Linked DNA regions of Mus musculus: all the other regions are linked to region 1. A link is a contact called in public Hi-C data. All regions are on one chromosome and are shown on one strand. Each heading gives the region's core, a stretch centred on a gene start, on an enhancer-like site or on the middle of the called end of the contact. The rest is flanking DNA. Distances are from core to core; before and after follow the strand shown.

What was found. A called contact is a pair of places that touch in the nucleus more often than the background predicts.
Region 2: a Hi-C map of uterus shows a contact between it and region 1, with 1.6 times the contacts expected there. The contact joins the enhancer-like site here to the promoter of Adamts2 in region 1. A contact is called at or near these places in 6 of 484 Hi-C or Micro-C datasets (the HL-1 cell line, muscle stem cells and uterus), 2 of 115 datasets of contacts at active chromatin or transcription factors (the 3134 cell line and embryonic stem cells) and 3 of 9 other capture datasets (adipose tissue, liver and pancreatic islet).
Region 3: a contact with region 1 is called in a Hi-C map of pre-megakaryocyte-erythroid progenitors, with 2.6 times the contacts expected there. The contact joins the enhancer-like site here to the promoter of Adamts2 in region 1. A contact is called at or near these places in 2 of 39 promoter capture datasets (frontonasal cranial neural crest and second pharyngeal arch cranial neural crest), 9 of 484 Hi-C or Micro-C datasets (DN3 thymocytes, LSK cells, embryonic fibroblasts and 5 more), 3 of 115 datasets of contacts at active chromatin or transcription factors (double positive thymocytes and embryonic stem cells) and 2 of 9 other capture datasets (adipose tissue and pancreatic islet).

The regions. Positions count from the first base shown.
Region 1 is chr11:50,600,577-50,603,562 of GRCm38.p6, reverse strand. It overlaps Adamts2 (a disintegrin-like and metallopeptidase (reprolysin type) with thrombospondin type 1 motif, 2), which reads right to left and starts at 1,478. Exons shown (of 22, transcript NM_175643.3): 1 at 1,264-1,478; 2 at 1-326. The coding sequence starts at 1,399.
Region 2 is chr11:50,644,878-50,647,863 of GRCm38.p6, reverse strand. All of the region lies in intron 2 of Adamts2 (a disintegrin-like and metallopeptidase (reprolysin type) with thrombospondin type 1 motif, 2), which reads right to left. Among named protein-coding and RNA genes, the nearest start is that of Adamts2, 44 kb to the right of the region's middle. Within about 2 kb of position 1,488, at least 19 of the 459 cell types and tissues checked have an H3K27ac peak or open chromatin away from gene starts, as enhancers often do. A contact at or near this core is called in uterus, where this site is marked.
Region 3 is chr11:50,564,462-50,567,447 of GRCm38.p6, reverse strand. No RefSeq gene overlaps it. Among named protein-coding and RNA genes, the nearest start is that of Gm46259, 18 kb to the right of the region's middle. Within about 2 kb of position 1,542, at least 45 of the 459 cell types and tissues checked have an H3K27ac peak or open chromatin away from gene starts, as enhancers often do. A contact at or near this core is called in DN3 thymocytes, double positive thymocytes, granulocyte-monocyte progenitors and 1 more, where this site is marked.

The sequences.
Region 1 (2,986 bases), core at 229-2,728:
ACAGCTCCCAAGCAGGGGCTCCACTCGGGTGTCACCCGTCTCACCCTGCCACTCCACGGTGGCCCCCGGAGCCACGAGCCGGGCGTTGGGCCGCAGCCGCAGGTGCAGGTCTCGGCCGAATACTGTGAGGTTGTAGAAAAGGCGTCCTCCAGGGTCCTGAGCAGCGCCTCCGGGCAAGCCCGAGGTCTGGTCCAGGGCAGCTCTGCGGGCTCGTACCCCCGCCCCGGCCGTCTCCAAAGACACCACGTGGGACACCAAGCGGCCCTGGGCGTCAGTGCGCACCGGCACCGCCAGGATGCGCTCGGCTCCTTGCCCCGGGGGCCCGCCTGCAAAAGAAAGGGGCGTTAGACTTAGCGGAGACCTCGGAGACTCTGAGCCTGTCGGCGGAGCCCGGCGCCCCCAGCCCTTGCCTCAGTTGAAGAAAAGGGACATTCCACCACGAAGCCTCCAGGAAGGGGCGTTGACAGGACCACCAGTCCGGAACCACGTCGCCTGCGGGCCGTCCCCTCTAGAGGACCAAGCCAGCAAAAGAGCTGCCCCAGTGGATTCCCAATTGAGGTTCCTCGGACACCTCGCAGTTACCCTAAAGAGCGACCCCATCAAAGTGCCCTCGCTCCTTAATTATACCGTCCTTGGTAGGACACGGGGCTCCTCGGAAATTATTCCACCTTGGTCCCCTGCTCATGCACCCTGACCCTTCAGCGGTCCCTGCTGCCCAAATGTCCTCACCATTGGCCTCCGGAGCAACCAGGTTCATAGGCGGCCTGTCCTCAGTCCAGCATCGGGCAGCCCACTGTCAGCCCCCCTCGCCCCGTACACTTAAGCCCGGGAGAGGTGGAGCAGGGTCCCACTAATCTCCGGGGAACCTCTCCGGGACAACCCATCCAATGCTCAGGGCCCGCAGGCGGCGCGCTCCGCACCGGCTCCTCCCGAGCGTCCCCGGGCGCCGCCTTGCCCTGGCTCCCCCGGACCCGCTGGTGCTGGTTCTGCGCGCTCCGCCGCTGGGTTTTCCCGGCCCTCCAGCGCCACACTCTGCATCTCGAGAGAGGCAAGTGCTCCGAGGCTCCTTGCGTTCCAAGGCATCGGGGTGCGCCCCCTGCGCGACCGCCCCGGCCCCGAAGTTGGCCAACTTGGCCCCGGGCGCGGCGCACAGAGTTTGCCCAAGTCGCCTCGGACGATGCTTGAGGAAGGGTCGGCGGGACGCACCGGGCAGGTTAGTGTGGCCGGAGGGTCGCGGGAAGTGGGGACCAGGCTGGCACCTACCTGGGGGCTCGGTGGCGGCGACGAGCCGGACGCTCGCGGGCGGCGGCGGCAGCAGCAGGAGAGGCGGCGGCGGCAGCAGCAGCAGCAGTAGAGCGGGGCAGAGCAGGCGGCGAGCGGCTCCCGCCGGCGGATCCATGGCAGCCCGACCGCAGCCGGGGCCCCGCACTCGCAGCCGGCGCGAAAGTTCCCCGCGCGCTGCCCAGCCCACATCTGGGGGCAGCTGGAGCCGCCCGCAGCTGCAGCACCGCAGGGCGCGGGGCGGAGGAGGCGAGGCGCGCAGGAGAGGGCGGGGAGCGCGGAGGGAAGGCGGGGAGAGCGAAGGAGCGAGCTAGCTAGCGGGCGAGGGAGGCGGGAGGAGGAGGCGAAGGCAAGCGAGGGGGAGGGCGGGGACGGCGGGCGCCTCAGCCTGCGGTGACCCGGCGCTTCTTGGCGCGGCCGCCGCCCGCTCCCCTCCTCGCTTCCCGACTCGCAGCTAGGCAGAGACACCCCGAGGCGGCGGCAGAGAAGCGCTGGAAGCCGGCCAGGGGTAGCCCACCGCGGGTCCCAAGTCACCTCGAAGGAGTGGCACCCCACCCGGAGAGCCCTATGTAGTGCGAGTCGCACTCTGCTGCCTTGGGACTCCAGGGGCCGTCTCACCCTCATTCTGTGCCTTGTAGCTGGATGAGACACGGGAAGGAAAAGAGGGTCTGGGAGGACATTGAGCCTGTTTCTATGTCCAGATGGAGGCTCCAGAGGTGGGTCGATACTTCCCCTCACGGAGCACTCCCCCAGGCTATCTCAAAGATCAACTTTTGCCCTCACTAAAAAAAAAAAAAAAAAAAAACCGAGGTTCCCTCAGCCCCCAACCCCTCTCTTTCCCTCTTCCAGTTCATCAGCCCCTGGGTCCCTCCACGCCCTCCATTGCAACCTCTGGTGGAGACTCTCCCTTCCCTCTCTTAACTTCGAGCACAGCTTAGTTGCTGACCTCAGCTGCCTCAGTGGGTCTCCTGCCACAGTCTGCCCTTGGGTCCACCAGAAACAGTCCTGAACACTCTTCCCCGTTTCCAGGTGAACATGCAAGGGCAGAGGCAAACGTCCCTGCCAGTTTGCTGTGAGTTCCAGTTTCTAACAGGATCCATCTTCTCCAGCAGGGTCCTGGTTCTCCCATTTCCTGGAGTCACTGTCCTGCCAAGGCTGTTGTCCTTGGGCACAGTGACTCCCCCAGCTCTTGTTTTCCTGGGTATCTCTTTCAGGCCCCCATGTATTGGAACACTTTTGCAATGTTATGTCCAGTTTTTGTTTTGCTCTTCCAGATAAAGACACCTGTCTCTTTGCTCTTCCACTCGCCCTTCCCCAAGCCAGTGTGGCAAGCCTAAAGCAGAAGGTACAGAGATGACTCCCTATGAACAAGAGGGCCCAGTCTTATGAGGGAAACTACATGATTTGTACAACTGGTGGCTTTCATGGTGACTTCAGATCCTTGGTTCTGTCCTTCCTGGGGCATGGTGTGCGGGCGTGGACCGCTGTAGTCTGACAACCACCCAGTGGCTTCCTTGCCTCCTGGGGACACCTGGAGTTGGATCTACTCTTCAGAAACAGTGATTTCTTGCTGTCAACATTGAAAGATGATGAGATTATTGGACGCAGCAGCTTATGTGTGTGCTTCCAGCACTAGGAAGTCTGAGACAGGAGGATAGCCATGACTTTGAGGTTAGCCTGGTCGACAGAGTGAAATCCTCTCTTA
Region 2 (2,986 bases), core at 239-2,738, 44 kb before region 1:
CACCAGAAGCAAATTCATAGCCTCAATGCTTCATGATTGTAAAACAGAACAAAAATAATGGGAAATTCACATCAAGAACACAGGAAGAGACCAAAATATATCAAAAGTAACTAAGATGATAAAAGATAATAACAGGGCATCAATTATAAAATATTTATATCTGTCACTGGACAAGAGAGATGGCTCAGTGGCTAAAAGTGTTTGCCCCTCAATGATGCAAGCCTTGTGACCTGAATCTGATCCCTGAGACACATATAAATGTGAAAGTAGAAAAATGACTCTACTAAGCTCTCCTCTGACCACCACATGTGTCCTACCTCCCATATAATGATGACAATGATGATGGTGATGGTGGTGATGGTGATAATTTTATTTATATATGTCACAAGGTGGAAAATGATCACCAACATAGCCAGTAGTAGCTTTTCAGTTTCCAATGCTGATGAAACAGCCATAAACTTCCTGACTTAAAACAACACAAGTTGTTCAAGAGCACAAAAGTTCAAAATAAGTCTTCTTCAGCTACAGTAAAGCTTGAGGAAGGGTGGGAATGGACTGAGATGCTTCTGGAAGCCATAGGGAGTACTGATTTCCTTTTCTTTTGTAGCTTCTGGTGACCTCTTTCTTGTATTACTTGGCTCATAGCCTCTTTCTCCTTCTTCAAAGCTGACATCTTCCAGCCTCCCCTTGACTCTGACCTCCACTTTTAAGAACACCGAGCTCAGCAGGATAATCCAGGATAATCCCCTCTCTTAAAGTCAAATAATGAATGACTGTTACTTCATGGGCCATCCTCATTCCCCAACATGATCAAACAAAGCATATTTGAAGATTCCAGGGCCAAGGACCTGAGCATTCTCGTCGGGAGACTACTGTCTCTCACATTATCTACACCAAGTTGGCAGAATTCATTCTCCTTGTTTTTCTTCTCTGCTTTCCTGGGGTGAGTTTTCTTATAAGTATATTTTCTTATACTTAAAAGCAATTTTTATAAGTATTTTGTATGCTGAGCAAAAGCATGTTTAATTGTGGTCTGAGAGATTTTAAAGGGCACAGCATCCTTTCCAGGTACCTGTTGGATTGCTTTTGTCACCATCTTTTTCTATGGTCTTTTTTCCTTGCCCTCTTGTCCATGACCTGCCTGAGGACAGGACAGACCTCCTTCATGCCTGTGTCCCTAACACTGAGCACAGCGCTTTTGGCATAATAAGCTTTTGAAAATACTTCTCACTTAGGACAAACCCCTTTACAAAGGGGCCTTGGTTCTGGAAGAATGATGTGCACGCTCAAATATGCACTTTAAAGCTGAGATCCAAATCAACACAATGATATTATTTAAGCATCCTCATACATAAAACCTAATTCGGAAACAGTCTGGGAAATGCAAGCCAGCAGACAGATAAAGTGTTATTGCTCTGGCCCTGGAGAGAACCCTTCATCTGCACAGAGCCAGAAGAAGGATGTGAGAAGTGGAACCGGCCCCACAAGCCAGAGGCAGGAGCGCGTTCTGCATGGGCTGAGTGCCAGCTCTGAATAGGGGCCTCCCCAGGCTACAGACAGCAGCTGCCTCTGACCAGACCTCCCTGTTGGGCTTAGACTCAAGCCCATCACCCTGGCCAAGGAGGATAAACTTGTCCCTGCTACAAGAACATCACACTGAGATGTGGGTAGAAGCTCTGGGGGCCTTGCATGCTCCTTCCTTTCAGAAAGGAAAAGAAAGCAAAGGGCATTGCTCAGAGACCCAGTGGCTTTATCTTCTAGATTGCTTTGTTATTTTGTTTATTACATTTATTCATTCTCATGAGTCTGTCCTGAGGCTGGGGCCCTCATCTGCTGAGCCATTTTACCAGCCCAAGTTATTTTCACTTCTCACTACCCTGCAAAACATCTGACCAGAGCAACTTAAGGATGAAAGGGTCTGGCTTAGCTCACAGTCTGGGAGCTTACAGTCCACCACAATGGGTAAGGCATGGCGACAGGCACATGAAGCAGCTGGTCACAGTGTATCCGCAGCCAGGAAACTGAGAGAGGTCAGTTCTGATACTCAGCTCACCTTGGTGCCACTCACACTCGGGTTTACAGTTCTGTAGTAACACCCTCACAGATATGTCCTGAGGTAGGTTTTAAATCCAACAAATTGGCAGTCAATATTATCTACACACCATCCTTGAATCTCATGGGCTGAAGAAAAGAGTTAGACCCAACTGAGGCAGACACACATATACATACATACACACACATACACACACACACACACACACACACACACACAGAGAGAGAGAGAGAGAGAGAGAGAGAGGACACACACAGAGAGAGAGGACACAGAGAGAGGGAGAGAGAGAGAAAGAGAGAGAGAGAGAGAGAGAGAGAGAGAGAGAGAGAGAGAGAGAGAGACATCGTCATTTGTGGGAAATGATGTGGTATTTTTAAATACAAAGAGATTGTGAAAAGAGTCAACCCAGCGTCATGCCAGCTTACCATTCTTTTGAAATGATCTCCGCTATGTTACTCTGGTACTCTGAGGCAAAGTGGCCTTTCCCAGCCTGTTTTTTGCCTATAAAGGGGCACCAAGCACTCATATGTTACTCAATGAGACACATTCTGACAAATGTACCCTTAGGCAAGCATGCTATTATGCATCCCAGATGGCCACAACATCACTATGTGACAGAATCTTATGGGACCATTGTCATATATGTAATTTAACAGTGATTAAAATGTTCCTATATGGCTTACAACTCCGTGAGTGTGTGTCTCTCTGTGTGTGTATGCATGTGTGTATGTATACGTGTGTGTCTTCTTTATGAATTATACCACAAACTATTTCCAGTTAGTCGTAAAGGAAACCTCATATTAGCCAGCACCACAGATAAATTCTATTGTTTCTGGCTGTCTATTCTTGACTAGGCTTACCCGTGTTTTTTACTAGCATTTCAAAGCAGAAATGTCAAAGTGTCAGGTGCTTGGGAGCTGTGTTGTTTAGTGT
Region 3 (2,986 bases), core at 293-2,792, 36 kb after region 1:
GTGCAGTGTCTGGGGCCACGGGAGGACCACACACAGACTTGTTGAACAGTGAGTGGATAGTGCACCCACAGGGGCTGCTCTAAAAAGACACTGTTAGAGCCAAATGGTGAGAGGCAAACCATTGAAACTGTGGGGGTAGGGTCCCCAGATTCACCAGGGCAGCAACAAGACCCAGGGGTCAGAGTAAACAAAGACTGGTGACAGGGGTGTGTGTGTAGGGAAAGTAGTATTTCACACTGGTGCAATGGAAGCCATTATGGGTGATGAGGCATTGAGCAGGGGGGCTGGGGGAGGGCAGTGGAGGGGGATGCTGCTAACCAGAAAGTCCTGGGAAGCCTTGGAGAGCTTTCTGTAGGACAGCAAACTCAGCCAGCTGGTGCTTTGAAAGCAAACTCTGCCCTGGCTCTCAAGAGCTAAAGGAGAAACTGAGAGGAAAGCCTGTAGAGACATCCTGGTCAAGCTTCGGGGAGCACTGGGAGCAAGAAGCAGGCAGAAGTGGCAATGACCCCTGGTCAGGTTCTTCCCTGGTGCCAGCTGATCAGCTCTCTCTCTCTCTCTCTCTCTCTCTCTCTCTCTCTCTCTCTCTCTCTCTCTCTCTGTCTCTCTCTCTCTCTCTGTCTCTCTCTCTCTCTGCCTCTCTCTCTCTCTCTCTCTCTGTCTCTCTCTCTCTCTCTCTCTCTCTCTGTCTCTCTCTCTCTCTCTCTCTCTCTCTCTCTCTCTCTCTCTCTCTCTCTCTCTCTCTCTCTCTCCAGCACCTGATGATTCCACACAGCAGCCTGAAAACGCTGAGAAGCCTCTGGAGCCTCTGGAGCCTCTGGAAAATGGAGGAACTCTCTAGAACAGGGTTTTCAACCTGTGGGTGGCTACTCCCTTGGGGGCTAAACAACCTTTATACAGGGGGTTGCATATCAGATATTTGCATTACGATTCATAACAGCAGCAAATGTACAATTATGAAGTAGCAACGAAAATAATGTTATGGTTGGAGGTCACCACAACATGAGGAACTGTAGAAAGGAGTCACAGCGCTGGGGAGGTTGAGAACCACTGCTCTAGAGAGCTTCACGGGGCCCTGTTTAACTGTGAGAGCCGTTTCTACACGATAACTGTCTCCCACTACACTCAGATGGTGAGTGTGCCAATGGTGCAGTGCCCCAAGCAAGGCTAGCAAGCTATAACCAAAAATACCAAAAAAAAAAAAAAAAAAAAAAAAAAAATCCAGAAGTTCAGACCCATCGGGCTGTGAGGGTGCAGAGGGGAGGGGCTGGGAAGGAGTGTGCAAAGTGGGAGGAGCCAAGGGTGCAGAAGGGGCGGAGCCCAGTCTAACCCAATGGCAGAGGTAGCTACTGAACCACTGGGAGACACAGGCAAGAAGTGTATGAAGGTTGACCTGAGCCCGGCTCTGCAGCAAGGAGACCCTCTGTGGCTGCAGGGAGCAGAGATATTGCATACTCAGGAAATAGCCACAGCCAGGCCAGGCCACAACCAGAGCAAGCTAACAGGACTGCCTTGCACAGAGCTCTAGAAGCAGGCTCGTGGGAAGCAGGAAGATTCCCTTCGGAACAGTCATTTCCCCCAGAGCCACCCGCTTCCTGTCCAGAGACCAAGCGTACCCACAAGGGTAAGTTGGTGATTAAAGTCACTCAGAGAAGCCGTCTTCGTACTTCTGTCCCAAGACCGCAAAAATGCCCCACTTTCCGTTTACATAACCGAGGGAGACCTTCACTGCAGAGCAAAGGCGATGTGCCCAGAGGAGTCTGGCGCGCCACAAAACAGCCTGCAACTTCAGAAGAGAACAAACACCACTCGGCCCCACAGGGTACCTCTCTGGTGAGGCACCTGTGCCAAGGCAGGCAGGTGTTCCAGCATGTGACCAAGCTGGGGCGGGAAGCCGGCTTTTGACTGCCTTGGGTATGAAGCTACAGAGGCTGGAGGAGGGAGCGGGGGCGAGCTAGGCCAGCCTGAGGTTTGGTGTCACCCTGGGAGGATTCTGGTCAGGAATTTGAGAGACAGATTGCTGTCCTAAATTTGACCACAAATTCTCCATTGTTCCGGGAAAGAACACTCTAGATCCGGTGTGATTGTTTGGGAAAATATTTGTGTCCACTTAGCAGACTGAGGAGGAGTACGCAGAGAAGAATTACAGGACACTGGATGCTGGACCCGGATGTGGGACAAGAGATGATCGCAGGAAGCATCCCAATGGAGGGTCCTCTGTGGACAGCCAGTGCCGTTGAGCATCCATAGCCCATGAAGTGTTGGGGACTGGGTGATGGTAGAGGTCATCCCAGGGCTCAGGATGGAGTGGGCCCGACACCAGCAAGCCCTCTCTGTGCTATGGTAGTAAAAAGGGGGAGGAGCCAAGTTGGGGGAGGGCGCAGAGTGGGGAACACAGCTGAGGAATTCCTCTGCCAGCTGACATTTCACAAACTATTGATGTTGAAGCCCCAGGCTGGCTGGAGACACAGCATGGATGGAAGTCACCTGGACCTTCTGGGGGAAGACCTTAAACAAGTCACAATGTGGACCTGTGGCAGAATCTAGCTGGAAGAGTCTTCTAGCTTATAGCAAAGAGACTTATCTCAAGTCCTCATGTCAGTTCCTACAGAGCCCCCACAGCCAAGGACAACATAAAGGCACTAATGGGGTTGAAGAAGAGAGTTTGGGTGACACAAATTTGAAGATGGTCATTGCCATACTATGAATGATCCTCCACCAAGAAAATTGCATATGGGGGCTGCCACCCCCTTCATCTCTACTCTAGTGCTTCCGTTGGGTCACATGGGAGCCTGGGACATGGAAAATGAGAGTCTGACTCCCACGTAGGTGCCAATGTCAGCCAGGACGACCCTGTAGATGCAGACTCTGAGATGGCTACTTCCTTCTTCTAGAGTTCTTCATGTTCAAGGGCACAGGAGCCTCCTGCGTAGGCTTGCTCTTCTCTCCCAAGAGGGACAGGGAGACTAAGAGAGGAGTCTGCATGCAG